Regions from separate parts of the Macaca fascicularis genome. Here region 2 is linked to region 1. A link is a contact called in public Hi-C data. All regions are on one chromosome and are shown on one strand. The core of a region is the stretch at or near the end of the contact, and the rest is flanking DNA. Distances in the headings are between cores, read along the strand shown. Region 1 holds the start of PM20D2 (peptidase M20 domain containing 2). Region 2 holds the start of RNGTT (RNA guanylyltransferase and 5'-phosphatase).

Region 1 (3,100 bases), core at 190-2,689:
TGTATTATGAACCCAGCCTGCTCTCCAGCCTCATTTTCCAACTCTTCTCCAGCTTCATGCTTCTGTTTTGCCTCGTTTACTATATTGCCTCAAAGCCTTTGCACGTGCTGTTCCACTGCACTAATTACTCTTCTCCATTCTTTACCCATCTCTTCAAGACTTGCTCAGGGAACAGAAGTGACCCTCTAGCCTTGCTCATCATCCCACAATGCCCGCTCTCAGCAGCATATAGTTCTTTTCATAGCCCTGTATCATAGTCTGTATCTTTACCAGTGTGACTGTTAGATTCTGCCTCCTTACCAAATTCTAAGCTCCAGGGGAATAGGCACGATGCCAGTCTAGCCCTGTGCCTGCAGTGCCAAAGCAATCCCTTCTGAATGAAAGAATAGCCACCGTTCCAGTACAGCTGCAGACTGAGGAACCTCCACAGCCTCTGGGAGGGCTGTGAGCTAGAAGGGTGACCGTGACATGTATTCTTCAAAGCCTACCACTTCAGAGAGCGAAAAGGGGTACTCTTCACACTCAGGAGTTGCCTGGTTACAGTGCCAGCGCTGAGTAACAGGCTGTGCCTGCAGGCCACAGGAGCAAAGCGAACACAAGAGTCTAACTAGAAGGGAATGGGCTACAACATTTTGGGGGAATGGGGAGAGGGTAATTTAAATTTTGCTTAATTGTCCCCGCATTTTAACTGCTGTCTCCTACATCATGTATTCATTTGTACATTCGTTTGTCCCCCTCTCTAGAAAGTAAGCTCTGAGGGCGGGGCTTGGCCTGTTTGTTCATTGCTATATCCCACGCTAAGTGCCTGGTACATAGTAGACGCTCAATAAACATTTGAATGAATGTACTCACAGCTGAGTGTTATGTCCCAAGTGAATAAAGGATGAAGAATCATGTAATACTTAAAAATCCAACAGTCCAGGCGCGGTGGCTCACACCTGTAATCCCAGCACTTTGGGAGGCCAAGGCACGAGAGGCTTGAGCCCAGGAGTTCGAGACCACCTAGGCAACACAGCGAGACCCCGTCTCTATTAAAAAACAAATCCGAACAAAACCGAGACCTCACAGTTGGAAAGCTGAAAGCTCAAGACCAAAGGGGCAGGAGGCCTACCAACTGCCAAGGTCCTGGGCTGAGGACGATGCGCTGAGAGCCCAGGGGGTTGGGCGGGGGCGCGGTTGAACGCGGCTCTTACCGCCCCCACCTCCGCCCAGCCGCAGCCCCGCCACCACCTCTGGGTCCTCTAACCCCCGACGTCCCCGCCGCGGCCCCAAGCCCCCTCTGGCTTCCGCCCTCCTGACATACACTAGCCCCCGCCGCCCCCTCCCCAAATCCCGTCGCACTCCAGGACCCTCCATACCTGGATCCCACAGGGCCTCGGAACGGCCACGCTCCTGTCTTCGGGATTCCCGCGGTCCCCGGGCCGCGCCGGCCCCGCCCCCGCCCCCGGCCCGTGCGTCCAGGCTGGCGCCGCGCTGCGCCCCCCCTGCGCCGGCCTCTGCGGCTGCGCGCTGGCGGGGCTGAGGCCGAGGGGTGGGGGTCGCGCCGGGGGCCGGCGGAGCTCCTGTGGCGGCAGCGGCGGTAGCGGGAGACTGAGCGAGACTAGCGGCCGCTGGCACACCCGGAGGGAACAGAGGAAGCGGTCATGTCTCGCTACACGAGGCCCCCCAACACCTCCCTGTTCATCAGGAACGTCGCGGATGCCACCAGGTGAACGGCCGCGGCTGCAGGTTGGGGGCTCGGAGGAGGGGCGAGGTAACGGCCGCGCCGCGGAGCCCGGCCGAGGCCCGGCGGGGCTGCGCGGAGCCTCCCCGCGGGCCTAGGCTGCGCTGCCGGCGGAGGCGCCTCCCCGGGGGAGGTGTGAGCCCGCGGACTATTCCGCGGCCTGGGCGGGACTCGCGCCTCCGCCCTCTCGGCCAGCTTTCAGCCCCGGCGCCGCGCACATCGCTTGCCGGGCCCGCGCCGCTTTCCGCGCCTCAGCGCCGCAGCCGGCGGGCCGTGGGGCACGGGGCGCTCCTCTCCGGAGCCCAGATCTCTCCCCGCCTCGAGTCGGGAGGGTTTGCGCTCCAGCGAGTGCCCGCGTTTCAGCCCCTTTGTCGCCGTGCCCTGATAAAACCGCGCTTCCAACCCTCCTAGATGAAGAGGAATTGGAGCTGGTGAGAACGTACTGTACCATAATGCGTACTCGGGCCTTACAGTTTCTTTCCCCCGGTTGTGGTCTACTTACGGTGCTGCTTGCATTTTATTCACACAATTTTATTCTGCACACAAAAAATAACTTCAATGAATGAGATCGGTGCGTTTTTCTTTTAAAGTTCTGAGTCTAGTATTAACACCCTTTTTAATGGCTTGAGGGTAGACTCACCTGGTTGATCCTGATGCCCTACCCCTCTTTTGAGAATTCTGTCTACAGAGTGTCTGAACACATATTAAGGAATGACTTCTTCATATAGCACTTCCTTCCTTAATGGAGCTGGAGAAATTGGGGGCAGGGGAGAGGGAACTGTGTTAATAGACATTTTCATTTCACTGGGCTTACTTCATTTACTTCCCCCAACCTTTATACCTATGCAGTACTGTTTTATTGTATATAAGGGAGAGCGGAAGCTAAGCGTTGTAGTGATTTACCTGGGACTGACTAGACAGGTACAGATATATGGAGCTCTTGACTCCATACTCATCTGCGATAAGTATTATAATTTACCTTTGAGAAGTAAATAAATGTTACGTATTTTTTATTTTTTAGTTATTTATTTTATTTTATTTTATTTTATTTTATTTTAGACGAAGTCTCGCTCTTGTCCCCCAGGCTGGAGTGCAATGGCCCGATCTTGGTTCGCTGCAACCTCTGCCTCCTGGGTTCAAGCGATTCTCCTGCCTCAGCCTCCCAAGTAGATGGGATTACAGGCATATGCCACCACACACGGCTAATTTTTGTATTTTTAGTAGTGACGAGGTTCCGTCATGTTGGCCAGTCTGGTCTCCAACTCCTGACCTCAAGTGATCCGCACAGCTCGGCCTCCCAAAGCGCTGAGATTACAGGCGTGAGCCACCGTGCCCGGCCAAGTATTTTTTATTTGATCACCCCAAGTACACGTATCA
Region 2 (3,100 bases), core at 344-2,843, 140 kb after region 1:
AGAGAAACTGCCTACTCATCGGGATGCCACTCTCTTATTCTACTCTCTATTGTGGGCAAAAGGTAGCCCCAGGGTCCTCCCAATTCTGTGGCACTGAGTATGGAGAGGGCATAACTGGATAGCTGAGTAAAAATCCAGTGCACATTGCTGCCTTACAGCCAATAATAGTTGCTCACCAGTGGTATGAAGCCTCTGTGTGCCTAGAACTGAGCTACTGGGTAGATACAGTGTGTGTGGGAAGGGGAGTCTCCAAGGGGAGTCATCCCCAGAAGGGGAAGGTAAGATACTCTTCCAGGATCAGGCTCACCTTTCCCATCCTTGAAGGGGGCTGGGGATGGAAGGTTTTATTTTTTTACCATTTTGGGCATGGTACACACTCTATCAGCAGAAAAGGGAATTAATAGGAGATTATTTGGGTAGACTGATGGCCTTAAAACAAACTGGGTATTATCTTGTTCTGTCAGGGGAGGAGTTGACACTTTCACTAACAGTTCTGAGCAGACGCAACAGCAGGACAGACCAGAAGTGTGACCTAACTCAGGCTGCCTCAGAGAGATGGCTGTCAGACTGTCTCTACTGATGGGACTCTTACTGAGGGGGTCCAGGCATTCAAGGGGTTGAGTTTCCCAGAAAGTTCCCCATCGAAGCTTTAAAAATGTATTCCCTGCAGCCTTATGCTCTTGCAGTTCCAATACAGCATTGGTGTTTAAAGCCAAACTACTTTATAATTGATTTGCCATCATCCAGCTTTATATTTAACACTAATTTAATCTGGTAACAAAGGAAAGGCTCGTTAAAGGACGGCATTCATAAAATGCTTCCAAGCACCTCTGCTTAACTCGAAGGGAAAATAAAAGGGACTGTTTATTTGGTAGGCAGAGGAGAACACCGCCACGAAACGGTTCTCCACTGAGCAACTCCTGCCTTTGTCAATTATACACATTATTTAGTAACTTTTTTGGAGACATGGACCTTCTCAAACTCCCCAGTATGCTTTGAAACTTTGATAAAGAAATGTACAAACAAAACTCTAAGTGTTCTGGAATTAATTTCAGACGCTTCATAGATCCTCGTAAGTACTCACCGTAAGAAAAATTCCCCATTTCTGGTACTCCAATCTCACGCCCTTAGAATTCTCCTAAGACTTATTCCCTTGAACAACTTTCCCTAATACCAAATCAAACCTAGATCCAGCTGGGACGCCAAGCTTGCGCTGTGGTAACGCTCAGAAGGCCTCCTTCATCAGTAAAACAGATGCCTTAATGGAAGTGACGGGCAATCAACGCATGGAAAGGGGCTTGGCTTCCCTCTTTTTTGGGTTTCTCTAGGTTGTCTAGATTGGAAAAAAATACACGCTTCGTCCTGCGGAGTTCGGTACAAACGCAATTGCACATATGCAAAGGCAAACCAGGAGCGCAAGTGCGCGTCCGGGGACCGCGACCGGGAGGGGCGGGGCCGAGCGGGGCGAGAGACGGACCGCTCCTCCCATTCGTCGCCGCCTTAACTCTTTGCTATCCTTCCGCAGAGCTTCCTCTTCTTTCCCTCTGACCTCGGAAAGAAGGGGGCGGGGCCTTCGGGGGCGGAAGTTGCAGTGCATTGTGGGTTCTCCTGGAGCGGTGGAGTTGATCCTGAATGAAAGTGGCGCGCTGCCCCTGACGTTACCCGGATTTGAGCGGCTGGAATTCGGATTACTGCTGCGATTCGGGTGTCTCGGACCCCGGTGCGCACCGGACCACGGGGAGGCGGCTGCAAAGGCGCGGCGAACGTTGGTGAGGGAGGGCAGCTCTGCGCAGCCCCCAAGACATGGCTCACAACAAGATCCCGCCGCGGTGGCTGAACTGTCCCCGGCGCGGCCAGCCGGTGGCAGGTAACCTGGACTGGGGGGTATTCGAATCCCCACACTCCAGCGTGCCCGGGGGTGGGCCGACTGAGGAGCTCAGCTTTTGGTGGTTCTGTGCCCGTTAGTGGTATTTCAGGAGTGGGATATGCTCCATCTGATTACGCTTCGTGGACGAATGTTTGGGAACATGAACGGGAGGGGATGGTCGGCGGATGGGGGGCACTTGTCACTATTCCTGCCAGGCTAACTGTGCGAATGTGAAGGTAGACAGTAGGTTGGTGGCAGGAGGTGAGGATCCAGGAATACAGTGGGCGTACTTTGAGTCTTAGTAGTTTGTGAACCTTTTAGGGTTCAACCTTCCCCTCGAATTAGAAGGGATGAGTGTCAGTCTTGAGATGGAGGAGGATAAGGAGGGAAGGGGCGGTTCCCAGCGGTGAAATGGGGTCACATTGAGACTGGGAATCTGGAGGGTGTTTTTGTTAGTTTTTTGTTTTTATTTTTTTTTGTGAAACAGGGTCTCTCGCTGAGGCTGGCGATCCTCCCACCTCAGCCTCCCAAGTAGCCGGGACTACAGGCTCCTGCCATCGCACCCGGCTACTTTTTTTGTTTATTTAATATATATATACACATTTATAATATATATATTTGAGACATAGTCTCTCTCTGCCGCCCGGGCTGGAATGCAGTGGCGTGATATCGGCTCCCTGCCTTAGCCTTCCAAGTAGGTGGGATTACAGGTGCGTGCCACAACACCTGGCTAATTTTTGTGTTTTTAGTAGAGACGGGGTTTCACCATGTTGGCCAGGCCGGTCTCCAACTCCTGTCCTCAAGTGATCCGCCCGCCTCGGCTTCCCAAAGTGCTGGGATTACAGCCGTGAGCCAGCACGCCCAGCCATAATTTTTTTGTTTATTTCTTGTGGAGACAGTTTCACTATGTTGCCGAGGCTGCTCTTGAACTCGTGGACTCAAGCGATGCTCCCACTTCGGCCTCCCAAAGTGTTGGGATTATAGGCGAGAGCCACCCTGCTTGGTCTGGTTTTTGTTTCTTTAAATCATTTTTCTTGTAGTTTTTTTCATCTTTATTGAGCTTGAATACAATAGGCTTTAAAGTGTACAGTTTGATAAATTTTGACTATATATACACAAATACATCTCTTTCCTAGGAAACAACCATGAAACCATCACCCCTCAAAGTTTCCTCCTGTCCCTTTTTAAATCTCTTCTTTGCCTGGCAACTGCTGATCTGCTTTCTGTAATTAT

What was found. A called contact is a pair of places that touch in the nucleus more often than the background predicts.
Region 2: a contact with region 1 is called in a Hi-C map of skeletal muscle, with 6 times the contacts expected there. The contact joins the promoter of RNGTT here to the promoter of PM20D2 in region 1. A contact is called at or near these places in 2 of 2 Hi-C or Micro-C datasets (liver and skeletal muscle).

Annotation. Positions count from the first base shown.
Region 1 is chr4:86,264,076-86,267,175 of T2T-MFA8v1.1, forward strand. It overlaps PM20D2 (peptidase M20 domain containing 2), which reads right to left and starts at 1,440. Exons shown (of 9, transcript XM_074037491.1): 1 at 1,359-1,440. SRSF12 (serine and arginine rich splicing factor 12) reads left to right here and starts at 1,521. Exons shown (of 6, transcript XM_065543745.2): 1 at 1,521-1,708.
Region 2 is chr4:86,408,340-86,411,439 of T2T-MFA8v1.1, forward strand. It overlaps RNGTT (RNA guanylyltransferase and 5'-phosphatase), which reads left to right and starts at 1,594. Exons shown (of 15, transcript XM_074037494.1): 1 at 1,594-1,769. It overlaps LOC135970574 (a long non-coding RNA gene), which reads right to left and starts at 1,464. Exons shown (of 2, transcript XR_010586323.2): 1 at 1,085-1,464.